Regions from separate parts of the Mus musculus genome. Here all the other regions are linked to region 5. Evidence: chromatin contacts called from public HiChIP or PLAC-seq and promoter capture Hi-C data. All regions are on one chromosome and are shown on one strand. Each heading gives the region's core, a stretch centred on a gene start, on an enhancer-like site or on the middle of the called end of the contact. The rest is flanking DNA. Distances are from core to core; before and after follow the strand shown.

Region 1 (4,911 bases), core at 1,493-3,992, 240 kb after region 5:
AAGTGAAAGAAAGGGCAGGCCAGTCTTTGAACTTCTCTGCCTCTCAGCTTCCCCTCTGGTCAGTGAGGGCCCGGGTCCCCAGTTTTTAGGTCCATGTTAAATAAGAGCGAGTACAGAACAGCACACAGTGAAGTGCTCAGTAGGTACAGTGTGCTCGACTTGCAGGAAGAGCCAGGAAGATGTGTGAGGTAGAAGCTAGCCTGGATTCAAAGGAAAGTCCTACCTGAGGGGAAGTGGGAAAAGAATGGAACAACCCCCCCCTCCCCAGAATGATAGCCCTCAAAATCAGGAGGGTGAGAGCTTCATTAACATTACAAGGAGTATGGTGGCCCAGAGGAGTCAGCTGTGGCTGAGGCCAGACCCAGCAACCCTTCTTCTCTGTGGTAACCAAGGGCTGCCTGTTCAAGGCCACATCACCAGCAGGACTAGTGTCAAGGACTCAATGGGCTTCAGAAAATGTTACAAAGCGACTCAGAGCATAACAGAAAACATATTTGGGATGAAAGTGAGGATGAAGCTGTCACAAGGCAAAGCCACCAGGAGAAGCATTATCAGGGGTAGAGTCCTCTGGCAGGACAAACTTCCAAGCAGGGACTACAGCAGACCATTCACATAGCTCACCTCCTGGGCACAGCCGTAGGTCAGCCATTCTTGGCGGTATCGGTCAAAGCCACTGGAACACCTAGAGGGACCAGATACAGGAGATGGGAGGGGTTCAGTGTAGGATCCTCCCCGCTTTGCTCCTCTACTGATCACAGCTCTGTGAGGATACTGTGGGAGGGGCTCAGTTCCAGGCTGGCTGGTTAGGCTCCAGAAGGGGCCCCTGCATAGGTGCCCTGGGAAGGAGAGATTATGGGATTGGCAGTCAGACCCTCATGCCCTCTAGTTCTTCCTTCTGATCAAGGCTTTCTCTGCCCAGCATGTTTGTGTGCGTATAGGACCCTGGGACCTCTCGGGGTCCCCTCAACTCTGTCCTAGGGCAGGGCTGGGATGTCTGTGATTATGCTTTTTTTTGGAGAAAGTCTTGCTCATTCAAGGGCTTCCCACCACTATTGAGGAGACTCCCCCCTGGCAGCAGAGGTTGGGTGGAGGGTGGCATCAGCTGATGTAGCCAGCTCTCCCTATGTAATCACAAGGAGGCAGCAACAAGGATGGTACCGAGACTGAGGAGGCTCCCTGGAGAGGATGCTGCAGTTCAGACAGAAGATGTCAAGGGCTTTCCTAGGGAGAGGGTGGCGTGCAAGCACGAAACAGAGGATGTTCTTTGCATCATCCCGCTTAAGTTTCCATTCTTCCTTCTTAGTGCCAAAGGAAGCTACTAAGCCCTACACAACCCAGGCATATCTGCAACCCAAGAGTAAGATCCTAAGCCACTAGCACAGAGAGAGCATGCTCAGCAAGCTAACTCAGTCACAGCATCTGCCATGTGCCCACACTCCAGCAAGGCAAAGCAATGCTTCCCGAGGCCATCCACAGGGGCTGAGCTGGGTCAGTCACTCCTGCTTTCATGATATCCTAGCCCACTATTTAGGGGATGGAGGACAAAGAGGACTTTGGAGACTGGAACTCAGGCTTCTTTGGTGATGTTGGCGGATTCCTCTAAGACTGGGTTGGGTCTGGCAGTGGTGGCGCACGCCTTTAATTCCAGCGCTCTGGAGACAGAGGAAGGTGGATCTGAGTTTGAGGCCAGCCTGGGCTACAGAGTGAGTTCCAGGACAGCCAAGGCTACACAGAGAAACCCTGTCTTGAAAAACAAACAAACAGAATAGTCTGAGTCTCCATAGCGGTTGCAGCAGTGTATGGCCAAGAATCAGTTCAAGGCCCTCCTGGTGTATACAGCAAGTTGACCAAGGTTCTGTCCCCAGCAACTACATGGAAAATCACAACTTTCTGTAACTCCAGTTCCAGGGGATCCAGTGTCCTCTTCTGGCCTCCAAGGGTTCCAGGCATGTACACGGTGCACAGACTTACATTCAGGCAAAACATTCATATGCATAAACAAATCAAAAACCAAAAAACCAAAACCCACCACAACCCCAAGTTTTCAGTTTGGGTTCAACCGCACCACATGTTAAGCCTCGAGCTAGCCAACACTGTCTCAGAGAAGGGAGTGAGAACGGGCCTTACTGAGTGCCTCTTGAATGTCAGCCACCGCACCAGACCCATTCCCAGGGACCCTCATGATGTTACGGTGAGGTGAGAAGTACTAAGCAACTGCAGGGCTGAAGCCACCCTTGGACTCCTCTGTGAATCAACGGGACAATTGTAGAATACAAACAAGGTACCTGCATGGTCAGTGAGATTGTTCTTCTCACAGCAGGGAAGGGAGGCCCTGAGTGGGGGAATGGAAGAGAGGGAGAAGAGACTCACAGGTATGCCTCTGGCTTTTCAGGAACCTAGGATTAACTCTCATTTGGAGCTGAGGCTCTTAGAGAGCTGGCTGGGGGAAGCAGGGGCTGGAGTGAGCCCACGGTGCTGTGGGTGTCGGCCTGAAATGAGTAGTTTCTGCTCCCTTGTACCCTCTGATAGAGCATCTCTGCTTTAACAGAGGTACAACCCACCAGCAGAGCCCCCAAACTCCCCCACCTGGCCAGCATCTTTACACCAGGGAACTCCGGGTCTCATTACACTGCCTTGTCTCTAAGTTGGGTGTGGCCACTAACTGGGGTTGGTGGTGAAGGGAGAGACTGCTTTGTCTGCAGGAGCCGTCTTTAATTTTTTTTCCCTATGACTCAGCATGGGTTGGATGCTGAGTCATACCTGGCAGGAGCCCCAGGATCCCAGGGACCATGTGAGGTCACCTCAGGCATCACCCTAAGGCTCAGAAAACATGCCTCAGCTTTAAAAATGCATGAGATAGGGGTACTGGCTGATCTTGCAAAGGATATGGGTTCAATTCCCAGTACCCACATGGTAGCTCACAACCACCTGTCACTCTAGTTACAAGTGATCCAACGACATCCCCTGGCTTCCTTAGGCACTGCATGAAAGTACACATAAACTCTACATATAAAATATAAATAAACCTTTTTTAAAAAAAAATGGGGCTGGAGAGATGGCTCAGTGGTTAAGAGCACTGACTGCTCTTCTAGAGGTCCTGAGTTCAATTCCCAGTTGTGACTTGGTGGCTCACAACCATATGTAATGGGGTCCGATGCCTTTTTTTCTGATGTGTCTGAAGACAGCAACAGTGTACTCATATACATAAAATAAATAAAATCTTAAAAAGGAAGAAATAGAGAGAAAGAGAAAGTAAAGAAAGGAAGGAAAGAGGGAAGGAAGAAAATGTATGAGATGAAGAAAGAAAGAAAAATGTATGAGATGAAGCACTCCAAAATGATGCTTTTGGGATCTTTGTCTCTCAGGATCACATTTTGTTGTCTGCTGGTCTCAGAGTCACTACACAACTAAAGATGACCTTCCTCTCAAGTGCTGGAATTATAGGCATGTGCCACTAAGACCAGATGTTTTTTTGTTTTGTTTTGTTTTGTTTTTTAAGATTTATCTTAAAAAAAATTTTTTTTAACATATCTGGGTGTTTTGCCTGCATGTATTATCTGTGTACCATGAGCATGCAGTGCCTGCAGAGGTCAGAAGAGGGCGATAGATCCTTGGAGCTGGAATTGCAGCTGGTTAGCTACTATGAGGGCTGAGATTTGAACAGTGTCCCTCTGAAAGAGCAGCCAGTGTTAGTAACAGCTGACTCACCTCTCCAGCCCTGACCTGGCTTGCTTTGTTTTGTTTCTTTGAGACAGGGTCTCACTACGAAGCCTTGGCTGTCCCGGAACTCACAATGTAAATCAGGATGACTTTAAATATCATAGCTATCGGCCTACCTCTGTCTCCTACATGCTAGGATTAAAAGCCTACACCACCACACCCAGCCCAGCTGGCCTTTTTACCAAGCCTTGCAGGTGGTTCTCACACTCTACAGGCAGTAACTGGAAGACAGCTAAGGGGCTAGGCCAGCTACTTCTTCTGGGGCTCTGTGCCTTTCCTCTTAGGGGCCCTGGTTGTGTTTGGTAAAATGCTACCTGGCACTGCAGAAGCTGCCATAACAGTGTCTGCCACACCCACACCTCCCCGAGTCACAAATGCTGGCCTTTTCATGGGGTAAAGGAACTGAGGTCCCAAGAAAAAGATCCTGGGCACAGCTGGAAGGAAGAACAGTAGGGAGGCTGAGCCCCTGTGCATCCCATGCCCACTGCTCCCTGATGGGTGGTTTGCCTCCAGTGTGCCAGGCCAGCAGGCTGTAGGATCAAGAGCTTCTATTTCTGCTCTGGGATGTTGGAAGGAAGCAGTTGAGATGCTGACAGCTGTGCAACAGCTGCACAGAGACCTGGAGCCTGCAGTTCTGACATTTTCAGGATGGCCTTAAAGGCTCTTGGAATTCGTGGGGCTTCACACTCTCAGGAGAGCCATCATCCTCAAAAGAGACTTTCCCACCATTTATTTATCTTGGCTAGAAGAACAGAGGTTTAATTGTGAGTCTAATCTATAAGGAGATGATTTCAGAACAAGGATAAGTTGGGTTTAAGAACTTTAACCACAAAACTGAATCTCATCCAGAATATCCGGAGCCTCCAAAAGCAAGCAAACAAAGCTTTGTAGCTGCCTGGGTAACCATGGATACCTGTAGTGCCCATGCCCCTGGTTTTCAGGAAACCCTGGTCCAGCCCAGAAAAGATCTTGGGCTACTTTTGGGAGCTCACCCAGCAATGATGGGCTTTTTGTGATATGGCCTGTCAGTTGCTTATAAATAGGTTACCATGTTAAGATGCAGGCCTGGGATCTCTCTGTAAATCTCGACTGAAGAGGCCAGTGACTCTGGTCTGACCACAGCTCTGACCGACTCTTCCTGAAGTCCTGGCTCAGAATGAGTTAGCTTTCCAGGAGCAAGAAAGATCTATA
Region 2 (4,561 bases), core at 262-2,761, 220 kb after region 5:
AGGTTAGCCTCAAACTCAGGATTCTCCTGTTTCAGCCTTCACAATCACAAGTCATTGTGCTAAAGATATGTTTTGAGGACACATATAGGATGGCAGGAACTTGTGGGGAGTTAGTGTTCAAATGCCTCTGTCCTCAGAACAGTGATAGTTGTCCCGTGGGGGATGGAGGTGTCTCTCCTTACAGGACCAATCCTGCTTAATCAGTCAACAGGTTTTCCGGGGCAGGAGTGAAAATTAAAAAGAAAAAAGACAACATTGTAACATGACCCCAGCCAGTTCTGAGACTGAAGGCAAGTTTTGTTTGTTTTTTGTTTTTTGATTTTTGTTTTTTTTTTCAAGACAGGGTTTCTCTGTATAGCCTTGGCTGTCCTGTAACTCACTCTGTAGACCAGGCTGGCCTTAAACCCAGAAATCCGCCTGCCTCTGCCTCCCAAGTGCTGGGATCAAAGGCATTTGCCACCACTGCCCAGCTGAAGGCAAGTTTGTTTGTTTGTTTATTTGGTTTTTCGATACAGGGTTTCTCTGTATAGCCCTGGCTGTCCTGGAACTCACTCTGTAGACCAGGCTGGCCTTGAACCTAGAAATTCGCCTGCCTCTGCCTCCCGAGTGCTGGGATTAAAGGTGTGCACCACCACCGCCCCTCGGTTTAATTTTTCCCAATCTGCTTTTTATACCATTGTAATTACAGGCAAGTTTTAAGGGCGAGCAGTACAATAAGGAATTAGCAAGGCAGTAAGCAAAGTCCCATGGTTACTCCCTCTGCAGTTTCCAAGGACTTCAGAATGACCAAAATACCAGAGCCCACTTCCATGTCCAAGCTCAAAACTGGATTCTTGCCTGAAGCCTACTTCTTTTGTTCTACCCTAAGATTAAGACTCCTGCCTGAACTTACTTCCTTGTCACAGTCTCATGTCAGATTCCTTCCTGAAGCCCATTTCCTTGTCCTTGGCCAATGTCAGATTCCCGCCAAGCTGCCCACAAAGGCTCTTCACATTCACCCTGGATTAGCAGGTGGTGTCTGAAAGATGTAGACAGCCGGCCAAGCAGAACTCCTCCTTTTGGGAGACATAGCAGAAAACACCAAAAAAAAAAAAAAAATCTCTTTTCCACCCTGGGCCAATGGATGAGTGTACTAAGCCATTAACAATTAAAAAAAAACAAACATCAAGGGGGTGCATGTGTTCCAGACACTGAGTGGGTGTTCGACCCTCCCAGAAGCCTGGTGAGGCTGGGACCCATCATCTCCAGTAAACTGATATAAAAAGTAAGAGGGAGATACCGAGTTCCTGGGAATGGAGTCAGGCCCTGTAGCTTCAGAGGCAAGTGCTTGCTCTCCCACCACCCCACTCTGATGTCACAGTCGGGGCTTTCCCACATGCTCTGGGGTCCCAGGCAATTCTCTTCATCAGGCTTCAGTCTCCCTTGTACAAAGCCACAAGGTTGGGGGGTTGGATAAGAGAGCCCCTCTGTAGGCTGGAAAATGGTACGTTCCAGTCTGTAAGCCCTGTGACCCAATGATGAGAGAAGACTATTCCTGGAAAGCCAGAGCCTAGTGGCATGGGGTCACCCAATGGTGAGAGGGCCAGAGCCTAGCCCCATGGGGTTGCCCAACAGTGGAACCTCAAAACTCTTGAGGCTGTGGCAGAATCCACTTCCTGTCTAGAAAGTTGAGCTTCTATGGAAGAAGAAGTCCATAAAACCTTTGACAGACAGAGGGTTGACGTGTTGAGAAAGGAGAAGAGAAGACTCCCACTGTATCACTGAGCGGGCTCTGCCGTCTCCAGAGTTAACAGTTGTGAGGAACACATAGCCCCAGAAGGCATTTTTCCCCCAGAGCTGAGAAGCTGTCTGCTGCCATCACTGATTTGAGCCCACCGTGGCTGCTGCACTCACTGAGCCCACGGCCCTAGATAACTATGGAAACTAAGCCATAGAGTGTGTGAGTATGTGCGTGTGTGCGAGAGCGCGCTTGTGAGGATGATAAGGATAACTCATGAAGAAATGTGTGAAACGCCCTAGTTGTAATTGGCTGGATTTAGTTAAAAAAAAAAAAACAAAAAACAAACCTGGTCAGGTATAGCAACTTGCTCAACTCCCGGGGCCCAACTGAGATACATTGTGTTGATCCACGTGGACGCCCGCTGCCCGGACAAGACAAAAGTCAGCACCGACTCGGCCAGCTCCAGTGGATCCGAACAGCAGCAGGAAAGAGTCGTGAGCCTTATCTGAGAGCCGCCCTCGAGTCAGGCTATAGCTGGCCAGACCAGAATATTAGTGAAGTGTGAGTGTGAGGTGTGGTGTGTGTGTGTGTGTGTGTGTGTGTGTGTGTGTGTGTGCGCGCGCGCGCACGCACGCTTGCTGTCCCATATTGCCATTTATTTGTTTATTGCTGTTTATGAATAATAAGCTGTTAGAACCTTTCCTCCGAGTACTTTCCGCCCGTCATTAACCCCAATTCACAATTTGAGACAACTGTCTATTCATTTATGTTGTAGACTCTCAGGCGATGTCTAAAGCAAGCAATAATGCCTTACCTAAGGCCATATGTATTCAGAATCCAGATTGTTGCTTTAATGCTAAATATCTCTCTATAAAGGGAATATGAACCCCATCAGCAGCTTTTACAACAAATGCTAGGGTTCTAACTTCTCAGTTGGCGCGAGGCTTCTCTCACCTCTGGTAAGGTGGTCTTCTTTTTCCTCATGCGGTGGTTAGACAGGAATGGTCCCCATAGACTCACAGGAGTGGTACTACTAGGAGGTGTGGCCTTGTTGGAGTAGGTGTGGCTGTGTTGGAGGAAGTGTGATATTATGGAAGTGGGTTTTGGGGTCTCCTATGCCCAAGCTATACCCAGTGTGGCACACAGTTTCCTTCTGATGCCTGTGGATCAAGATGTAGAACTCTCAGCTCTTTCTCCAGCACCATGTCTGCCTGCACGCCAACGTGTCCCACCATGACAGTAACAGACTAAACCTCTGAATCTGTAAGCCAGCCCCAGTTAAATGTTTCTCTTTATAAGACTTGCCGTGGTCATATTGTCTCTTCACAGCAATGAAACCCTAAGTAAGACACCTCAGGTCCCCAATAATCTCTTTCTATCATGCCTCAGGCTGGGGCCTTTTGACTATAGGTGTTGGTATTCTGTCTAAACTCCACCTCCACAGTTACATGGCAACAGCCAGGTAGGCTTGGCCCAATATACAAGGGGCTGCTTGGCCCCTCCTCTCTCTCTTACACTCTTGCCCCCACTCTCCCCATTCCCTTCCCCCCTCTTTCCACATGGTCACTGCCAGCCTCCACTTATCTACTCTCTCCTTCTCTCTGCCTCTACTACTCTCTTAACTCCCCTCCCCATGCCCTGAATAAACTCTATTCTATACTATATCAGTGTGTGTCTGATCCCTCAGGGGCAAGGGATGCCTCCACATGGGCCGGCTGAGGCACCCCTTCCCCCACACCCTGCCAGAATACATCTTATAGCTATTTCTCTTTTTATGATCACAACAATAGGCTTCTCTGTTGCCTGGAGCTCTGGGGTGGGAGGAAGCTGAATGTAACCAGGATTTTCAGTCATGGCAGGCTCTGGGGAGGAGACTTAGGAACAGAGAGAGGAGTCTGCAACTGTGGAGCCCTAAGGAAGAGACAGGTCCTGGAGGAAACCCTGGGGCCTTGAGGAGGGCTTCCTGACATTCCTTGAGAGGATGAAGTGAGGGCTAGGGTGGACTGATAATATATCTCTGTGAGTGAATTCAAGATGGTGACTAGGGCTGGAGATGTAGCTTGCTGGTAAAGTGTTGACCTCTTTCCCAGGACCTCAGAAAAATAAAAATAGAATCTAGCCAGCCAGTAGTGGCCCAGGCCTTTAATTCCAGAACTTGGGAGGCAGAAGCAGGCAGATGTCTGAGTTTCGAGGCAAGCCTGGTCTACAGAGTGAGTTCCAGGACAACAAAGGCCATACAGAGAAACCCTGTGTCAAAAAAACCCGACTAACCAACCAACCAACCAACCAACCAACCAAACAAACAAAAATAGACAAATAAATAAATAAACAAAATGGAAAATGATCTAATTGGAGCAGATCATAGAGCAGGCCATTGAGGGAATAAAATCTGTTGTTTTGAGGGTTTTCTGGGTTTTCTCAGCTTAGGATGATTCTCACCCATGTTGGATACTCCATCAAGGTTACAGAGGACAGCCTGAAGGAGGAAGTATAGAGTCAAACCGGAGGATCTGGGAATAGTTGATAAAATTTAAATAAATAACCCCCCCACGTTTATCCATTTAGTATGTGCACTTGATGCAGCCTGCGTGTGGAGGTCATTTGTGTGAGAATCAGCTTTCTCCTTCCGCCTAGGGGTCCAGGAATCACACTCAAGTTGTCAGGTTTGGTAGCGAGAGCCTCACACCCACAGAGCCTGCTCACAGCTCCAAGCCTGCTGTCAGGACACCTCATTTCCAGGGCTTTTAGTTTTGTGGGAAACAGTAGGAATGTCTAGTTATCCTTTGGGACCTGATATAAAAATGTCCTATGACTGTCAGAAAAAGAAATATTCCCACCCTC
Region 3 (4,747 bases), core at 1,025-3,524, 190 kb before region 5:
CCCTCTAACTCAGGGCATGCTGGCTTCAGAGTCCCCACCCCTCTGCTCTTCACCCCACTTCCTTCCATGCCCCAGTGAAATAACGAGGCACAGCCCACAGGAAGAAGATCCAGGAGAGAAAAAAGAAACAAGTTTTATTAAAGCCCCAACACTCGGCTAGAAAAACCAAAAGGGACGGGAAGAGAGCGGGGAGGTGGGGAAGAGAGAAAGGACATTAAAAAGGAGACAGAAAACACAGCAACCCTTTCCATTTAGAAATCGTCAATTTACACTGACAGAGGTCACAATATCCACAGACGCCATCACTTCTACACCAACACAGGCCCTACAGGGTGGACGGGTGGGTGTGGAGCCGGGCTGGCCTTGGGGGGCCCCACTTGGGACCTCACTCAGAGCCTTTGCCCGAGGCCCCTGGGGAAAAGAGTATATTGTGGAAGGGGCCAGAGAGAACCCCCCATGCGAGTATCACAGCACAGCGGGCAGGGGTGAGGGGACCAGGTACAGGGTCCCCCGATGTGGCAGTTTCTCTTGTCAAGCACACACTGATGGATAGCGGCGAGGCGCATGCAGCTGGGGGTGGGGGCGGGGATTGACGTGCTGTGGGCTTTGAGAAGACAGGTGGGGTGGGGAGCTTGGGAGGGGTGCCGGGCGAGTGGTGCAGGGATGATGGAACACACACATGCACACGAGTACTCTCACACACAGAGACCCTCTCACACGCCTGCCTGCACCTGCATACAACCATACCCACAGCTGACGTTATCTAAACCCATCCCTATGTGGTCCTCACGTGAACAGCCAGGCGTGTCCACACACATCACACACGTCCTTACTCCCAAGGCTCTCCTCACACAATCATGTTGATACCAGGCAGGTCACATTCACATACATGTACAAGGCTTCACACATACAATATCACGTTTTGCCTATGCACACACAACCCATGCATGTGCACACACAAGTTATGTAGGCTTGTGCCAGCGTGTGCACACACACACAGAGGCTGCACACAATCCCATACAAATTCCTTCCAGGACACACTCGCGCAGTAACCAAATTGAAGAACTAGAACTACGCAAAGCCCACGGGGGCCTTGCCTGAGCTCGTGGGGCAGCCCCTGCATGAATAGTCACTTCTTCCACCTCCCTGTCTCTCCACAAAGGACACTCAACTCAGGACAATGACGGAGGGGCGCACACTCAGGTCTCAGGGCTGAGCGGGTGTGGGGGCAAGCAAAGAGTAGCAAGCAAAGAGAAATGGAGTGGAGGGGCCCCTCCCCCTCCCCTCCCAAGCCAGGGGTCTCTGTACAGCCAAATCAAACCAAACTGCTCCACAGGGACTACAGAAACCAGGCCACACGCCTGTCCCCAGCCCCTCCCCTGCCAGACAGTGGCCAGGGAGAGTGTGCTGTGGTTTTCTTTTTTTTTTTTTCTTTTTTAAATATTTATATATATTTATATTACGTATATTATATATATATAATATGTAAATATATTTTTAAAACAATATAAAATGTTAAGACACTTCACTTAAATGTAAAGAGTTGCTTGCAATTAAAAGTAATTGCATCATTGTGAGGTCCTTTTTTTTTTTCTATTTTTTTTAGGTTTTTTTGTTTTTTGTTTTGTTTTTTGTTTTTGTTTTTTTTTCTGGGAGGGATTTTTTTCTTCTTCTTTTGTTATTTTTCAAAAAGGCTTGCTTGCCTTAGTACAAAAATGACCCAAAGCTAGAAAACAAGAGCAAACTAACAAAACAAAAATAGAAATAAAAATAAACAAAATCAAAGAAAGGAAACACAACCCAGTTTTCCCTCCCAACCCAAACCCTCAACAGCTGCCGCTTGGCTTTCCCCTGCTGGGCGCCAGGGTCCTGGGGTTCTGTCCCTTCAATGGCTCCTCTCTGTGCTACTGTGGGACTGGTCCCAAGACCACACCTCTGTGCTTACATGCTTTGTGCTCCAAAGGGAAGCCCCTCCACCTTCCCGATCTTCTTCCTTCTTGCTCTGGCCCCACTGTAGCGGCTGGGGGCCAGGCCAGAACCAAGTCAGCCTCTCCCTTAGACTCCTGGACCCATTCAAAGCCAGTCTGTCCTGTGCAGGACCCCTGCAAGGTATCCAGACTGGAGTACTAACTGGCTCTTCTGCCTTGGGGACCCTCAAACACCTGACAAGTGGTCACCAGATCCCCACCGGCAAGTCGTCGCATCTCATGCCTTCCCTGAAAACCCTCAAATCATAGAGGCTGGCTGAAGGTCAAGTTGCGCCCTCTAGGGGTCAGAGACTTTACTGCACCCACCCGTCCCGTCTCCCTGTATCCCTCAAACCAGACCCTTCCCACCCTCCAAACATGTTTCTAGGCCCTTCCATCTTCCCCACCCCACCCCCATAAAATAAGTTAATGGCATTTAAAGTGCTAAATTAGGGAACTAAAAGTACCAGATGCCCCTCTCAGAACTGCCCTCTCCCAAGGCAGATCCCCAGGGGCAGGCTGTCCCCAGAAGCACCTTCCATAACAGGTGTCCTGGAGACCTCCTTCCATCTGTTGCTAGCACCAGCCGGACACTGAGCAGCAGCGAGCCGGCTTCTCCCCTGGCACCTAGTGTCCCCCCTTTCCCTCCTCACACCCAGCCTTGGCCTCTTCTCTGGGGATCCCCTCCAGCTAGGCCTGCTTCCAGGCCCACCCTGGTTTGAAAGAAAAACCACAGGCCAGCAGCAGAGTTCTGTCTCTTCGAAGGCTGGACAGACAGTGGGCGTCTCCAAGGCCAGGGTCTCCCTTGTCCATTGTCCAGCCTGATGCTGGGTCAGTCCTTGTCCATCTGTTCCTCCAGGAAGGAACCCAGTAACGGGAGGGGGGCCTCGCTCCGCTCCAAGTCTCCGTGGCTCAGAGTTTGTTCCAAGTGTTCTTGGGAAGTTAGAGGAGGTGGGAACTTTGGATGGACTTGGGGGGAGGGGAGGGGAGGAGGGTGAAAGAGCAGAGGGGAAGAAGATGACAGGAAGTGGGCGGAGCAGAGGCCGCTAGGGAACCGGAAGTCAGGGGAAGTTGGTGTGTTTGGTTTTTAGCTTTCTCATTTGCTCTTTAAAAAAGAAAAAAAGGAAAAGAAAGATAATTAAAGGAAATCGCTTAAAAAACCAAAAACACCAAGAGGAGATGAGAGGGCAAAGGGCCATGCCCCCTGCAACCTTTCAGGCGTGAGAGTGGGCAGGGTAGAGCGGGCATGAAAGGAAGGAGGGACGGATGGCGGGAGTATGGGAGGGGCGGGCTGGGGTGGTGGCATGAGGGGCTTCTAGAAGGAGATGGAAGAATTCCTTGCCCCAAAGGAAGTCAATACAGGGATGGAGGTTCTGGAACCAGAGGGCTTTTCTGAGCCGGGGCTTGAGGTCTCATTCGGACCGCTCACCTCTTTAGATGGTTTAGTGGCCTGGAACAAAAACAGGGGTCAGGGGTCAGAGAGAGCAAAGGAGAGCCTTCATGCTGGCTCCTGGCTGAAGTGTTGAAAAATGGGGAAACTCCACAAGTCCAAGAGACAATTAACTGCAAAAGCGAGAACCAGAGGGGGCGGGGCAGCTGGAGAGAGTGCTCCTCTGAACTGGGGGGGACAGGGTGGGGAAGTGTGTCGTCAGGGCACAAAGAAGGTTGAGGGGAGCCATGGGGTTGGATCAAAGGCCTGGAAAGCAGAGTGGGGAGGGGGGGTTCAGTCCATGGTTACTGAGAGAGGAAAGACAGAAGACAGAAGAGACACCAGAGAGACCCAGCCCAGGACAGGCAGAGGGGACAGGGGGTGGGAGGGGGGGTGAGGGAGGGAGAAGAAGTGTATGGTTAGTAGCAACAGGGATGCATCTAAAGCCAGGGCAGATGGGGTCAGTAGCTCAGCCCAGCAGTAAAAGTCCTGCCTCTGACCTCTGTGGGAGACCAGTCCTCACCAGAAGGCCCCTGGTCTAAGCTGGAATGAGCTAGCCCCATCTGGGAACTGGGAGTAGCCACCTGCCACCACCAGCATCCCTCCCAGTTCAGGGATCCCCACTGTGGCCCTCCCTGTTCATGCCCCTCCCCCATCCCAGTCCCAAGTGCCCCTAAGGTAGCTGGAGACCATTCTCTGAGGCACAAGCCGTGCTCCAGGTTTGCCTCCCAGTCAGAATGCCCTGTGCTCACGCGTGCACAACACTCTCCTTACTTCTTTTATATTTGTCCCCCAGGTTTGTTCTTTGGGCCATGGCCTCCAAGGTATGGCTTAAGAACCACCTGTGTCATCTCCAGGGTACATTCTGTGGCATGTGTCACATTCCAGGGAGTCCTTCCAGAGTCATCTCTACTTTTGGGGTGGGACTGTGCATTTTAAGCAGGTGTCACCACTGGGGAATGATGACACACAAGTCAGGCAGCCTCGAAGTCTGTAGCTGTGACCAGGGACTCACCTAGAGTTTAGCTATCAGTGTGATAAATGAATAAACAGCCTTGATTTTAAAAAAACAATAAAAAAACCAGAACAAAGGCTGGAGAGATGGCTCAGCGGTTAGGAGTACTGACTGCTCTTCCAGAGGACCCGGGTTCAATTCTCACCACCCACACAGCAGCTCACAACTGCCTGAAACTCTAGCTCTAAAGTACCTGACACCGTCACACAGACATACATGCAGGAAAAACAGCAACTCACATAAAATGGAAAATAATAAAACAAAGCAAAGCAAAAATCCTGTTGTCGTGATGCTTGTAATTCTGGAAAATCTAAGGCTGATTCCAGCCCAGCTTTG
Region 4 (4,626 bases), core at 1,873-4,372, 140 kb after region 5:
AGGGCCTGTGTTCAGGAGGTGCTGCGAGCCTCCTGGTTCCTCTCAGCTGAACCTCCCTTCCCAACGTCAAGTCAGCTGTTCTAGTGCCCTAGAAATGGGGGAGACTTACAAACACCTGAAGAGGGGAGAGGAACTACCTAAGGTGCTGAGGGCCCCAAGCCTGCTGGAGTCCATACTTTTCCAGAAACATCTACCCCTAGAAGAGCACAGAATCCCCCAAGCCCATAGTCTCTTCCTCTGTAAAGGTCTTTTCAGCCAATCCAAACCCAGGAAAGAAGGCACCTTGGCTAGACTGTGAACTTAACTTTTGTGGACCAACCCCATAATGCAAGAAGCCCCATGGTGAGCGACATAGGTTCTCCCCCCCGGGCTGCTTCCTGTTCTCCCTCCTCACGTCCCTTCGGGGACATTTTATTTCCTAATAGCTGGACATAAGACAAAAAGTACCACCCCACAGAGCCTATATTTAAACAGAAACAGAAGTGACCCTGTGAAGTCCGCCTCTGTCCAACATTTCATCTGTGTATGAATGTGTGTGTGTGAGAGAGAGTATGTGTGCGTGTGTGTGTGTGTGAGAAGCCACCCACTCATCTTTTATATATCGGGTTGTCATCTTTCTTTGGTCCCCTCCCTCCTGGCCTTGTCCTTGGGATCATTTCTTTCTGGCCTGTTATGATTTTGAACATTGACTTGAACCACAAAGTGAATCTTTATCCTGGTGAGTCAAATAAAAATGTAATTTTTACCTGCGGACTAGGCTTCTTCCTCTTTGACTTCTGAAGTAACTTCTGTGTGTGTCCCGTTTGTCAGGGGGCATTGACCTTGTCCCTCACCGTGAACCCTGCTACCATTCAAAGAGAGCAGGATTGCTCTAGAAACCAGAGTTGCTCACTCTTCCTACCCTGACACTTGCTTTCTCCTTGAGGACATAGCCCGGCCCTTCAGTGACATCACCAGTGACAGCTCTGCCCACCCTGGGGTACTGTCACACTCGAGGCTGGCATTCCCTGAGTTCAGAGGGCCCCTCACACTGTCCTCCCTCTTCAGTTAAGCATCTTCCTTCTAGCCACCAGTGTCCTCCTGGACAGTTGGGAGGTGTCATTCATTCAAGTTCCTGCTGGCCTTGGGAAGCAGGCTACTCTGCAAGAGTTCAAGCCAACCAGTGAGCTCAGCTCAGGCTTTCTAGCCCAGAGTGTACTGCCACGTTTGACTTGTAAATTGATAGCAAGTAGGACAGCCCACAGAGCCACGGAGCCTGGAGAAACCCTCCACAGGGTAGTCTGGCAGGCAGCGGGAGGCAGTCTTCCCTCTCCCGTCTCCCAGCTCTGGGATGGCCCGTCCCCAGCCAGCTTGATGGCAAACACTGCAGCCTCTTTGCTCCTGGGAAGGCATCTGTGCTGAGCAATACAGCACCGCTGGACCCTGACTCCTGGTCGGCAGCCACCTGGCCAGAGGCTTTGTGGAGAGGGGCATTTCCTACCTGGGTTTCACGTGAAAGCATTCTCTGGACTCCCTCCGGAACAGCAGGGAGAGGCAAGGGCTAAGTGTAATCTGAGTGAGCTGAGTGTGGGGAGTGCTCCAGGCAGGGGAAGGACCTAGCAGCGTTCGAGTTTCCCAAGAGCAGCCCAAAAGCCTGTGACCCAGTGTGGCCTTGTCTGCTGGACTCGCCTGCTCAGGAGGGCTCCCCTCTTGAGAGTGGACTAAGTTCCTGTTAGAAAGGGTGTTACTGGCCGGGCGCAGTGGTGCACGACTTTAATCCCAGCACTCGGGAGGCAGAGGCAGGTGGATTTCTGAGTTTGAGGCCAGCCTGGTCTACAAAGTGAGTTCCAGGGCTGCAGGGAAACCCTGTCTCAAAAAACCAAAAAAAAAAAAAAAAAAAAAAAAAAAAAAAAAGAAAAGAAAAAAGAAAGGGGGTTATTAAGATCTCAAGGTCTAGACCCTTCAAAGAAAATATTTGGGGAGAGTCTAAGAATGCCAGACCTTAGAAACTGACCTATAGAAATCCTTTCCTTTTTAATAAACAGTTGGTACACAACACAAAGCAGAAAGAATCAAAATACATCGCAGTGGGTGTGGGTTTTTTTTTTTTAATGTGATTGTTTATGTATGTGTGTGTACACCAAAGGGCATGTGTGGACATCACAGGACAACTAACAGAAAGGAGTCCTTGTCTTTCCACTGTGGGCCCCAGGGATTGAACTCAGGTCCTCAGGTTTGGTGTACAACACCATTACCCCTTGAGCCCTATCATTGAGTTTTTGTAAGATTCGGTCCCTCAGAAGAAACCACATGAAAGCCAGCTGTAATGGCAGTGCTCAGAGGCTGAGAGGTAGAGTCAGGAGAATCCAGTCAAGGGCCAGCCTGGGCTAACTGAGACTCCCTCAAGACAAAATAAAACAACAACAATAATTAATAATAATACAAAAAGAAACAACAAAACCATGCTTGGATTTGCATCTCTAGACACTAGGAGCGGGTGTGAGTGGGTTTTTTGCTGTTTTCTCTGATGACGACACGAGGTAAATTCAGAAGATCCAGAGAAAACAAACGGGGGAAACTGGCACCACAGAAGGGAAGGAGAGACCTCATGTGACACAAATGAGCTTGGGCTCTGAGGATCTCCCAGACCAACAAGGCAAGCCAGCGTCTGGTGGAATGTGAGAGGCTCGCTTTGACTCCTGCCCCCTATTGACAAGTTGTTAAATTTATCACGCAAGCTCCTGACCACCCTTGAGCTCAGGCTTTAAAAGACTTCAGACTGGTTGAAATGACCCCCAGCACAGTGAGAAAACTCAGATCCATGCCCAGGGTCGCCCTACCCCCACCCCTCGCCTCCTGAGACTCACATGAGACCTTCCTCTATGTTCTCTGAACTAGGTAATGGCCCACAAAACTGGCAACAATTTGTCTTCTGAGATAGATTACCAGAGATGTGTGAGAGGGAGAAGGAAAAAGGAAGGCAGAAAAATCCATTCCTAAGGAGTCTGTAGAGATCCTCCGCTCACACCTTCCGGAGCAGCCCACTCAGTGCAGAAACTGTATCTAAATAGAGATAGCGGTTTTTTTGTTTTGTTTTTTTTTTTCCACACAAAGGGGCGGGGCTGGCTTCCTGGGAAGAAATTAAACCTCTCCGGTTTTGCCTGGTCTAAAAGTAGCTGTTCCCTGGTTACCCACCGTGGACTTTGTGATTGGCTGGCCGTGATGGTGGAGGTGGAGAGTAAGTTGCTGATGGGGTTGCAGCATCCCTTAGCTTCAGGTCCCCGGGAGGGGGAGGGAACAGGAAGCGGGAGGGAAGAGGAGCCATTTCTCCGCGCTGACCGACCTCCACGCTTGCAGCTCCCACTTCCCCGGAATCGAGGGGACTCCTCTGCTTGTACTGAGCCATGCTGGATATTTTCATCCTCATGTTCTTTGCCATCATAGGCCTGGTGGTTCTGTCCTACATAATTTACCTTCTCTAGTGGCCTGGCGCTGCAGGGGCTGCGAGGGGAAGGATGGAGCTGAAGGGCCGAGCATCCTGCTTGCTGACGCACCGGTGGAGTTTTGCTTCTGGTCATTATTCGGGTATTGATTAAAAAAAAAAAATGAAAAGAAAGCTTGTTTTTGTATCTATTTGTCATACACATTGACGTAGCATTTCTTGGATCAATGTGAAAAGAATAAGAAAGGCCAGCTTTCTTTGGGAATTGATTTAAAATGTTATTTCTTAAAAATAAACATCACTACAAATAAGTAAATAAATAAATATAAATAAAATGCACTAGGTTTTAGGTAGGATGGGAGGGAGTGTGCTGGGGGGTGGAGGGGGACAGACTATTATTTCCTAATTTCCTTCCAGGTAGATGCAAAACCAAGTTGTCCATTCTCTCCTGACAATGACTACAGTACATCCTTATGTGTGGACAAGGCAGTTTTCAAATCTGCTGGCATAATTGTATTCATTAATTCACTGCTGCGCCATAACTGCATTCATTAGTTCACTAGTGATTAACTCCCACTTGAGAAAAAATAGCAAATGAAACCTACTTGGGGTAAGGGGTGAGGGAGATGCCCACTTTCCCCAGTTGTGTAGAGGAATGGGGAGGATTCTCAGAACTCCTGCTAGTTCCTGACCAGTAGGGGTACCCCTGCTGCAGTTTGCAGCTGACCATTGTTTTTGGGTTTCCCACAGCTCCTGTGTCGGGTCCAGCAAGAGGCCTCTCACCACCAGCAGCAATCCTGAGGCCCAACTGATCTCTTCCAGTGTATCCGGATGTGGCTGACCCTTGGCACGAAGGCATTCTGTGAGGCAGGGGCACTCCTGGGGACATCAGGAGTTAGTCCAAGAATGCCAGCCACTGGCAGCTGCTGCATGCGATTGAGCTGTAGACAGGGACTATTCAGAATATGGAAGATTGGAACAGTGAAGTCAGAGTGGAGACTGCCCAAACATTCATATGGACAGCCTTTCCTTAGGTCTAAATGCAACTGCACACGATGCTAAAATATTCTTTGCTTTCTGCTTCACAAGCAGGCGTTCCCTTGTAACCTCAAGGGCAAACACTGATCAGTAATTTACAGTTTGTACAGCCTGAGGTTGCGTGGTTTCCCTTGACTTACAACCCATCCCCCACCCTCAAAATTCCC
Region 5 (4,457 bases), core at 1,190-3,689:
TTTATTCTATGTAAGTACACTGTAGCTGTCTTCAGACACTCTAGAAGAGCGAGTCAGATCTCCTTATAGATGGTTGTGAGCCACCATGTGGTTGCTGGGATTTGAACTCAGGACCTTCGGAAGAGCAGTCGGGTGCTCTTACCCGTTGAGCCATCTCACCAGCCCCTCTTATCTTTTCCTAACCTTTGGCAGTGGTACAGCCCTTAGCATGGAAAAAAGATAGAAGCCTCGACCTACCACTCAGTTCCTGAAAACAGAAATAAATAAATAAATGAATAAATAAAACAGTAATAAAGAATTTACAGACAGCAGCTCAGTAAGATGCTCACATCCGGAGCCAGACACACCCCCTTCATCTCTTACATCCCCAGCACCCAGAGCCAGATAAGCCTGGTCATGCACACAGGCCAGACAGACACTTGGCCAGACACACACCACCACATACACAGCAAGGCTGGAGCCAGGCTCCTACTCCACAGATGCAGAAGTCATTTCCACCCACCCCATCACATCCCTGCCTGAAACTGGAGCCACAGACATTAACCTTCTGCGAACCTCTAGTCCTCTCAGGGCAAATTATAATTTAAGTCTTCCAGCAACAAAGACAGGTCAGCGCCCCACCACCACTCCGCTATAGGGTCCGGGGTGGGGGTAGGGGGGCGCTACAGTAGGCATCTGACCTGTATAACATGTAACCTCTTCCACTTCAGCCTCTCTCCATTCCCATGGCAACAGCTCCATCAACCACTCAGGGAGTTCCTTTCCCCCTCCCCTGCTCACCTCCCAAGCCTTCAACTTGAACAGGATCAGGCGACGCGACAGCCGGACTGGATCCTGGAGGCTGTTTCCTGCCTTATTCCAAACACAGTTCTAAGTGTGCAAGCCCCAACCTCAAACCAGGGGAACCCCTGGGAAAACCTCTCCACCAAAATGCTACAACAGAGCTGGCTTTATGCTCCTCCGATTACAGTAATAACACCTTGGAGCAGGGATGTGTGTATGTTGGGGGTGGGGGTGGGGTTGTCATGAGTTTCGGGAACAGCACAACTGCAAGAAGTCCAGAGAGGGAGGCCCAAGACTGTGAGAGCCAGCTAAGAGAAGCCCCTCCCTCAGCGAGAGGAAGACCAAAAGAGACTGAGGCAACATGGGGGATGGCGGGAGCTCGGCCGGGGGCTACGAGAGACAAAGACGCAGGGACAGCTCTAGGTAACACCTGTACATACTTAAACATATTTAAATTTACACATACACACACCCTTCTCGATCAAGCAACCACAGCAATTTTGGATAGACCCGGGAAGTGAGGGATGGAAGAGTAGGGGGCTTGCCTAGACGCCCCTGGGAGTCAGGAAGGGCGCGGGGCGTCTGCAGGCTCAGGGTTCCCCGGGTTTCAGAGCTAGCAGCGGCAGAGCTCAAGGAGAAAAGAGTAGCCGCTTCCCTTTTCGCCTCCTGTGGCAGAAGGGCCAGCTCATCAGACCCCTTGGCCACTCATGAAAAGACAGAGCATGCTAAATCTCTCCTCACTCCCGTTCTTTCCCCTCCACCCTTGCTTCCCCGCGAAGCCTAGGTCAAAGGATCAGGCACCCCCAGTGACCGAGTGGCCACTCCTTCCCTCCCTAGAGCCAAAGTTTGGTGGGGCCCCGGGAGGGAGGTAGGGAAAAGCTCAGCCGAGGTGGTTCAGGGAGGGGGCGGGGCGCCTCGCACCGGGACGAAAGGGACCTCTGGGGGAGGTGCCCAAGATCCCGACCCCAGGAGTTAGGGCGCCCTCCCTCGGCCACCAGAAAGCCAAGTCCCCTTCCTCCGGGCCTCAAGTCCTCGCGCGTCTACCACGCTCACTGCCCACTCGGGAGGCGACCCTTGCCCGACTCGAAGGGGCCGAGCCACAGTCTGCTCCAGCTTGTGGAGATCCTCGGGTCGGGGGCGGAGGGGGGGGCGAGACCCACCCTAGCGTATGTCCCCAAAGCCCTCGTGGCCGCCCGGACCCTCCCCCTCGATACCTCGCAAGCAGGGTCTTAGCAGGGGGCTGCTGCACAAAGAGGAGGTGGTCGAGGGAGACTCCAAATCGTTAAGAGGGGGAATCCACTTCGGCCATCTTGGAAGGGAGGAAAGGAAAAAAAAAGAGAGAGAGACCGGGAACGAGAGAAAGAAAGGCGGACCGGGCGAGCTTGGACAGCGGCTGGCGGGGCGGGAAGGGACGCGGGCGGCAGGCCAGGCCGGGGCTCCCGGCTCCCATTGGGGTCTGCGGGGAAAGGTGAACGGGTCCCGGTCGCCAGCCCTAGACGCTTACGAGGTAGCAAGGAGGCAAGCGCGAGTCGGCGTCCGCTTACCTGGCTTCGGGGTCCGGTGGGTCTCGGGGAGGGGGGGATGGGAGGGAGGGAGGGAAGGGAGGGGAGGGGGACCACAGCCCTGTCGCTCGCTCGGTCGGCGGGAGGGGAGAAACCTATGATAAGAAAGGAGTTTGTAAGAGCAGCTTGGGGAGGGGAGGGGACCAGAGGGGAGGGGAGGGGCCGTGGGGGGGGGCAAAATGGCTTTTTTCCTCCAGACAAGAGTAGGTCCCGCCCACTACTCACCCACGTGACCTCATTCCTTCAGGATGTTTGCAGAGAGGGAAAGAGGAGGGGGAGAGGCTAGCTCAGCTGCTCCCCACCGCCTTGCGCTGGGCTTCCCCCAAACCAAGAGGAGACCACCTCTTATCCAAGCAGATCCCTTGAACCCGGAGGAAAGGTCCTATTGTGTTACCTTCAGTCATGAAACCACCACCTCCTCCTAAAATAAGTGTGTTCTCCCCACTTCCACCGACTCTGCGATCCCTACCCTAGCTGGGGAGCTTGGAAAATGGTGAGATGCAGACTGGGCGGAAATGTGTCTCGCGGCACCCGGTGCGTCGCCGCTACCAAAGGGCGCTTGGGCGGGGGACGCGGCGCCGCTGGCCACGCGTCCGAGTGAGGTTCGCTCACTCCAGCTGAATCCCTTGGGATTCCTAAGTGCGTGTGTGATCCCCCCCCGAGCGTGACCTCACCGCCTCCCCACACCGATTCGGGGTCCTCGCACCTCGCGGGAAACGCACGGTGGCCTCGGGGCTTGGCTGTGGCCGAGGCTGGCGCGCTCAGCGTGCTCGGGCGGAGAAGAATGGAACGCAGTCCGGGGCGGGGAGAGCAGCCCGAGACACGAACTCGGGCGCCGAGCCAGAGACACAATAACTAGCCGAATTCGAGAGGCCCCGACGCAATAGGAAGCGAGGAGTCGAGAGAGGACGCGCGCCTTTTCGCCGCCGGTGCGCCTCCCTCGCGGCCGCGGAGGGGCCGGCGAGCGCGAAGGTGGCTGGTGCCAGCCCACTCCGACTGTCGCCCTCGGCTCCACCCAGCGCTCGCTCTCCGGTCCCCAGCGGCTCCGGGCCCCGGGCAGAGTAGGAAGGAGAGCTAGAAGAGACGGCGCCAAGGAAGCGAATCGATTCTGCGTTACCACAAGAACCGTGGACCTCAATAGGTCGCTCGATTTCGCTGATTCGTTACTTATGATTTATTGGGGGGTGGCCACTGTGACTGTCCCTCCAAAGAGCTCGATTATCCGGCCTGAAAAGCCTTTAAGCGCCTGGTGGGTTGGCTCGAGTAAGGAACGAATCTTTGTCGAGCCTGCCTCCTCTCCTTGTTCCAAGCCTAAAGCAGTCCCGAAGTGAGTGCTTTTATACACTGGACCGCTTATCAGGAGCCCTGTGAAGTCTGTCCGCCCAGTGACCCCACCAGCCTCAGCTCTCAGCCTGCAGAGCCGAATGACGGTGTAAAGGAAAGGCAAGAGATTTCCGCTTAGATCGGGTGGTCCAAGTGGGAGCGGAAGAGGCCCCGGGAGGATCGGTCACTTGCTTCCCAATCCCTACATCGGGTACCACGAGCTCACAGGCTACTGTGGAAAGGGGTCTCGAGTTAGACACGCCCACTGTCATCACGGCCCATGTGTCCCAGCATCTTGAACTCTGCTAGAGCAAACACAATTGCTCAACGTGAAGGGTACTGCCTGGCTACCTTTTGTTTATTGGGGTGGGTATCCATTTGCTCCTCAATTATTAAGGTCCAGTTCCAAGGAAACCGCTGGAGAGTAGGGACACACTGAAGACCCACCACCCACTAAGACTCCAATAAATCATCTATGCTGGGATATTGCTAATCCCTGTGGTTCATCGGGAGAGCCGCTGACTTAACTGTCCCAACATCGAAAGTTCTCTGTGCCAACGGCAAGTACTGTTTTAGGCACAGTAGGTAAGCTGGGCTTTGACACCGAGCAGGGCCAGCGAGGGCAATAAGCTGGAAAAGTCCCTTCTCCATGTTTGAAGCGCCAGGTGATCTGCAAACATAGAAGAGGGAGTCCACAAGAGACTTCCTTTGAGCCAAATGTCTAGAGAACGGATGGAAAGAGTCCCTTGCACATCTTCCTCCTGCCCACCTTCTCCAGTGTGCTCAGCG
Region 6 (4,230 bases), core at 846-3,345, 250 kb before region 5:
GTGACTGTGTGATCATCCTCTGAGTGTGTGTCCTCTGTGTGTGTAGCTGTGCATGGGTGTGACCTTCAGCAACCACCCCCAGCTAACCTGGCTGATGCCCACCAGGACCCTCCCCACGGCACCGCCTGGAGCCCATGGACACCATCTTTGTGAAGAATGTGAAGGATGGTGGCCCCGCCCACAGGGCGGGGCTTCGCACAGGTGAGCTTGTCTGTGACCTGATGTAACACTCCTCTGGGACTCACATCGATTTTAATTGGGTTGGGATTCATGAACCTAGATGCTGGTGAGATTCCTCTTCGTTTACTTCCATTCATGCTTAGTACATGGGTACACTGCGCTCCTGCTTTGGATTCTCACATGTGATCCCTTGTCCCTAGGAGACCGGCTGGTGAAGGTGAATGGGGAGAGCATCATTGGGAAGACCTACTCCCAGGTCATAGGTCTGATCCAGAACAGGTGAGTGTCTGGCCAAGGTAGCACGCAGGCACCCAGACTCCTTTCCCCCCAACCTGGGCCCTGCAACCGGATCCCTCTCCCCAGACACTGTCCTGTTGCCTCTGCTTGACCCTCTCCCTGTCTCTGCAGTGACGACACCCTGGAGCTCTCTATCATGCCCAAGGACGAGGACATCCTCCAGCTGGTGAGTCCTTCTGTCTGCATGGAGGGCCCCTGTGGGAGAAAAGAGAAGGAAACAGCCCAGCATTGCTCAACTGGTGCTTCCAGGCCCATCCCTGGGCCGGGGCTGCTTCTTGCTTCACTTGAGCCTGCTCTGTGCTAGAGAGAGAGAGGAGGAGAGAGAGAGGAGGTGCTGGCCTTGGTAAGCAGGATTCCTGCCAGGGTATCTGAAAAGAGGGTGGCCCAGCGGGCCCTGCCAGCTTGGCATGTTCTTGTTTGCTCCTGTGAGAGATGCCTGTTCCCTGTACCCCCTCCTCACTTGGCCTGAGGGAACATGGCTCTAGAGGTGTGTCCATAGATTCGAACTCCAAACACCACCCTTCAACACATCCCACGGCCAGAGGTACCACTTGGTACATATCAGGACGCTCAATCCTGCATAGCCCTGTACAACTCAGCTCCATAGAAGACACAGCATTGCCGGGCAGGACTCACAGAGCCTCTCCCTGTCTCTGTGCCAGTGTACCGCAGTACCCAGGTAGCACACAGTGGGACCTCACAGCAGCCTCACTTGCACCTCTGTCTTGTAGCACAAACTCTGTACACATCTGGATTCTGTGCTGTTGTGACATAAGCATACACTGGTGTGTTATCGCAATGCTGCCCACAAATGTCACCGCATGCCACAGCCCCTTTCAGGCATCTATGCTTAGTGATATCATAGAATCCCAAATTCATCCACGTGAGATACAAAGTCTGAACTTGTCACAACCAGTGTCTCAGCACACCGAGAACATAAAACCCTTTGGGAGGGTGCTACCCAAAGGCCTGCCCCACATGTGTTGTGTGAAGCAAGCCCAGAGCCTTGTGTCTGGAGCCTGAAACAGTCCCCCTTGCCTAGTGCCCTGTTCTTGGTCTCTTGGCTCCAACTCAGATGCCAGCTTGCTTGCCTCTTCGGTCACTGCCCCTCAGAGGATGGCTAAGGGCCAAGCCCAGAGGCTCGGAGCTGCTGTGCTGGCTTTGGCTGTGTCACTGTAATGACAGGGCCACACTTGGCATGATGCCTCCCCGGGGAACCTCCATTCCTGACCTCAGTTGTCCCCTTGCACTTCCTGGAGTTGAGAGGGAAAGAATGGAGGCTCAGAGAGGTGCACGGCTCACCCAGAGTCTTAAAGAGCTGCCTGTGCTCCAGTTATGAGAGAGGAACAGGGCATGGCACCCTGCCTCAGTCCAGCTGTCAGGGGCAAGGGGCAGCAAGGGCAGCAGCCTTGAACTCTGCCAGACCTAGACCCAAGTAGGCTGGCATCCCCAGATGTCAACATCTGGGAGCTCCCACGACCCGCCATCTCCAGTCAGCCAGAGGGTGGGGCCCAGGCATTCCTGTGGTTGGGAGCCAAGGCTGGAGGCCAATCGGGTGGCGGCAGCTGCTGACGCCACCACCGACGCGGCAAGTCCCCTCCACACCCATCCTCCCTCCTCCTACCGCCAGGCAGCCGAAGAGAGCCGGGTGGGGGAGAGGGGAAGCTTCAGGGAGGGCTGGCTAAGGGGACTAAGGGACTTAAATCAGCTGTGCAGGGGCCCTAGTGAGAGGTAGCTGGGCAGCAGTCACAGGCTGGCGGAATGCTGTCTCCGCCACTGTGATGCTGGGAGCTCCAGGAGCCAGCAGGATGGCAGGAGGAGGAGGTATGTGTCGCTGGCCCAGGATGCCAGGCTGGAGGGGCCGAGGGTGCGGGGGTGTGGTTAGCTGGTCCTTGTCACATGATGTTTGTGTTTGGGACTGGAGGGGTAGTTTTTTGTGTGTCTCATTGTGTGTGCAGTGTCTTTCGGGGTGTGTATCTTGCCGTTTCTCTGTGATGTGATGTAGTATGTGTGTGTGTCTGGGCTCACCCTTCACCCTTTGCTGAAACAGGCCCCCTCAGCTCAGCCAGCACTAGGCTCGGCAAGAGCCACAAGGCTGCTGTCCGGGGGTGGGGTGCCTCCTTTTTTGGCTGAGCCTGGGCACCAGCCCTGTCACTCCTCAGCAATGCAGCGTCAGCTTCAGCAGCCAGTGCCAAATTCCAGGCCTGGGGTGGCAGGAGGTGGCCCAAGGCCCCTTAGCTTGTCCAGCCCCTCCTTTAAACTGGTCTCTGGGGGGGCAAGAAGTGGTCATGTTCTTCACCACAGAGTACAGGCCCTGGGCCCCAGCTCACATCACCCTATAGTGAAGGGACCTTGGCCTCTTCCAGCCTCCGCCTACCCTCAGACCACCCCTCCTTGGACACACCCACTCCGTAGCCAGCTTTCTAAGGTCCTCTAACCACCTTGACAGATTTCTGCCCATTGCCCCCACTGAACTGCAGCCAGGAGCTGTGGGCATCATTGGACATAAAGGAACTGTAGGCAGGGGAGGGCAGGGTGGAGGAGGGCAGGATGGGGGAGGGCCCTAGCAAACAGATGTTGGAATGTTTGTGGCTAAAGGCTGTCCTTGTTTTAAAAGTCTTACAGAAATCTGGCTATTTTGAGAGAGAGAGAGAGAGAGAGAGAGAGAATGAATCTTATCTCTTTGTCCTCCCTCAGGACTCTCCTTGGAGCACACCCTCATCCATTCAGGATGCCCCTACTTAATCAGCTCCCTTGCATTTCCTTGTGAGAACCTGGGTACCCTAGGGCTGATGCCTGTCATCTGAGTCCGGTCTGCTCATGCTTTTATGCCTCTGTGTTTCCGGCCAGGCCTACTCCCAGGATGCCTACCTAAAGGGCAACGAGCCGTATTCTGGAGAGGCCCGCAGCATCCCAGAACCACCTCCACTCTGCTACCCACGGAAGACCTATGCTCCACCAACCAGGGCCCCTGCCTGGGCTACTATGGTGCCTGAGCCCATCTCAGCACTACCCCCAGATCCCCGGAGTCCTGCTGCCTGGAGTGACCCAGGGTCCCGTGTCCCATCTGCCACCCGTGCCCACCTGGACAACTCTTCCTTGGGGATGAGCCAGCCCCGCCCAAGCCCTGGTGCCTTTCCCCACCTCCCTTCAGAGTCCCGGACACCCCGTGCCTTCCCAGAGCCTGGCAGCCGGGTGCTTCCCAGCAGACTGGAGTGCCAGCAGGCTCTGTCACACTGGCTGTCCAATCAGATACCCCGCAGAGCGGGGGAGAGACGGTGCCCAGCCATGCCACCCCGGGCCCGCAGTGCCTCCCAGGACCGGTTGGAGGATGTGACTACCCACCACCCATGGCCCTGCTCCACCTCCCAGGATGCCTTGAGCCAGCTGGGCCAGGAGGGTTGGCACCGAGCTCGCTCAGACGATTACCTGAGCCGGGCTACCCGCTCTGCTGAAGCACTGGGTCCAGGAGCACTGGTGTCCCCTCGTCTTGAACGCTGTGGTTGGGCTTCCCAGCGCCCATCTGCCCGCACCTCTGCTTGCCCTTCTCGGGACTTGACCCAGGCCCCTCCCCCATCTGGCCTGCAGGGCCTGGATGACATCGGGTACATTGGATATCGGAGCTATAGCCCATCATTCCAGCGCCGGACTGGTCTCTTGCACGCCCTCTCCTTCCGGGACTCACCCTTTGGGGGACTTCCCACCTTCAGCTTGGCCCAGTCTCCTGCATCATTCCCACCAGAGGCCTCCGAA

What was found. HiChIP or PLAC-seq counts read pairs in DNA pulled down with a chosen protein or histone mark. Capture Hi-C pulls out chosen DNA fragments and counts their contacts.
Region 1: a contact with region 5 is called in an HNF4G HiChIP or PLAC-seq map of pancreatic cancer cells. The contact joins the enhancer-like site here to the promoter of Pcgf2 in region 5. A contact is called at or near these places in 1 of 39 promoter capture datasets (cranial neural crest), 4 of 115 datasets of contacts at active chromatin or transcription factors (the SCID.adh cell line, effector CD8 T cells, embryonic stem cells and 1 more) and 1 of 9 other capture datasets (pancreatic islet).
Region 2: an H3K4me3 HiChIP or PLAC-seq map of embryonic stem cells shows a contact between it and region 5, with 14 read pairs. The contact joins the enhancer-like site here to the promoter of Pcgf2 in region 5. A contact is called at or near these places in 5 of 39 promoter capture datasets (hippocampal neurons, liver, neutrophils and 1 more), 1 of 115 datasets of contacts at active chromatin or transcription factors (embryonic stem cells) and 1 of 9 other capture datasets (pancreatic islet).
Region 3: an H3K4me3 HiChIP or PLAC-seq map of embryonic stem cells shows a contact between it and region 5, with 20 read pairs. The contact joins the enhancer-like site here to the promoter of Pcgf2 in region 5. A contact is called at or near these places in 11 of 39 promoter capture datasets (the 3T3-L1 cell line, the C10 cell line, embryonic stem cells and 7 more), 20 of 484 Hi-C or Micro-C datasets (B cells, CD8 T cells, the G1E-ER4 cell line and 11 more), 24 of 115 datasets of contacts at active chromatin or transcription factors (the 230-238 cell line, the HPC-7 cell line, the SCID.adh cell line and 13 more) and 5 of 9 other capture datasets (adipose tissue, embryonic stem cells, liver and 2 more).
Region 4: a contact with region 5 is called in a promoter capture Hi-C map of adipose tissue. The contact joins the promoter of B230217C12Rik here to the promoter of Pcgf2 in region 5. A contact is called at or near these places in 4 of 39 promoter capture datasets (embryonic stem cells, hippocampal neurons, liver and 1 more), 6 of 484 Hi-C or Micro-C datasets (the N1E-115 cell line, Th1 cells, cerebellum and 3 more), 2 of 115 datasets of contacts at active chromatin or transcription factors (both in embryonic stem cells) and 3 of 9 other capture datasets (adipose tissue, liver and pancreatic islet).
Region 6: an H3K4me3 HiChIP or PLAC-seq map of embryonic limb bud shows a contact between it and region 5, with 3 times the contacts expected there. The contact joins the promoter of Arhgap23 here to the promoter of Pcgf2 in region 5. A contact is called at or near these places in 9 of 39 promoter capture datasets (the 3T3-L1 cell line, cranial neural crest, embryonic stem cells and 5 more), 1 of 484 Hi-C or Micro-C datasets (the G1E-ER4 cell line), 9 of 115 datasets of contacts at active chromatin or transcription factors (bone marrow-derived macrophages, embryonic basal ganglia, embryonic forebrain and 5 more) and 1 of 9 other capture datasets (liver).

What each region holds. Positions count from the first base shown.
Region 1 is chr11:97,933,354-97,938,264 of GRCm38.p6, forward strand. It overlaps Plxdc1 (plexin domain containing 1), which reads right to left. Exons shown (of 14, transcript NM_028199.3): 10 at 622-682. Among named protein-coding and RNA genes, the nearest start is that of Plxdc1, 51 kb to the right of the region's middle. Within about 2 kb of position 2,743, at least 43 of the 459 cell types and tissues checked have an H3K27ac peak or open chromatin away from gene starts, as enhancers often do. A contact at or near this core is called in pancreatic cancer cells, where this site is marked.
Region 2 is chr11:97,914,715-97,919,275 of GRCm38.p6, forward strand. No RefSeq gene overlaps it. Among named protein-coding and RNA genes, the nearest start is that of Fbxo47, 33 kb to the left of the region's middle. Within about 2 kb of position 1,512, at least 11 of the 459 cell types and tissues checked have an H3K27ac peak or open chromatin away from gene starts, as enhancers often do. A contact at or near this core is called in embryonic stem cells, where this site is marked.
Region 3 is chr11:97,509,232-97,513,978 of GRCm38.p6, forward strand. It overlaps Srcin1 (SRC kinase signaling inhibitor 1), which reads right to left. Exons shown (of 20, transcript NM_018873.2): 20 at 109-3,417. The coding sequence ends at 3,283. Among named protein-coding and RNA genes, the nearest start is that of 4933428G20Rik, 11 kb to the left of the region's middle. Within about 2 kb of position 2,275, at least 81 of the 459 cell types and tissues checked have an H3K27ac peak or open chromatin away from gene starts, as enhancers often do. A contact at or near this core is called in B cells, CD8 T cells, the G1E-ER4 cell line and 8 more, where this site is marked.
Region 4 is chr11:97,838,013-97,842,638 of GRCm38.p6, forward strand. It overlaps B230217C12Rik (RIKEN cDNA B230217C12 gene), which reads left to right and starts at 3,123. Exons shown (of 3, transcript NR_169086.1): 1 at 3,123-3,217; 2 at 3,462-3,564; 3 at 4,172-4,626. Lasp1 (LIM and SH3 protein 1) reads left to right here. Exons shown (of 7, transcript NM_010688.5): 7 at 1-753.
Region 5 is chr11:97,697,209-97,701,665 of GRCm38.p6, forward strand. Pcgf2 (polycomb group ring finger 2) reads right to left here and starts at 2,440. Exons shown (of 10, transcript NM_001163308.1): 1 at 2,328-2,440.
Region 6 is chr11:97,448,065-97,452,294 of GRCm38.p6, forward strand. It overlaps Arhgap23 (Rho GTPase activating protein 23), which reads left to right and starts at 2,096. Exons shown (of 19, transcript NM_021493.2): 1 at 2,096-2,301; 2 at 3,328-4,230. The coding sequence starts at 3,463.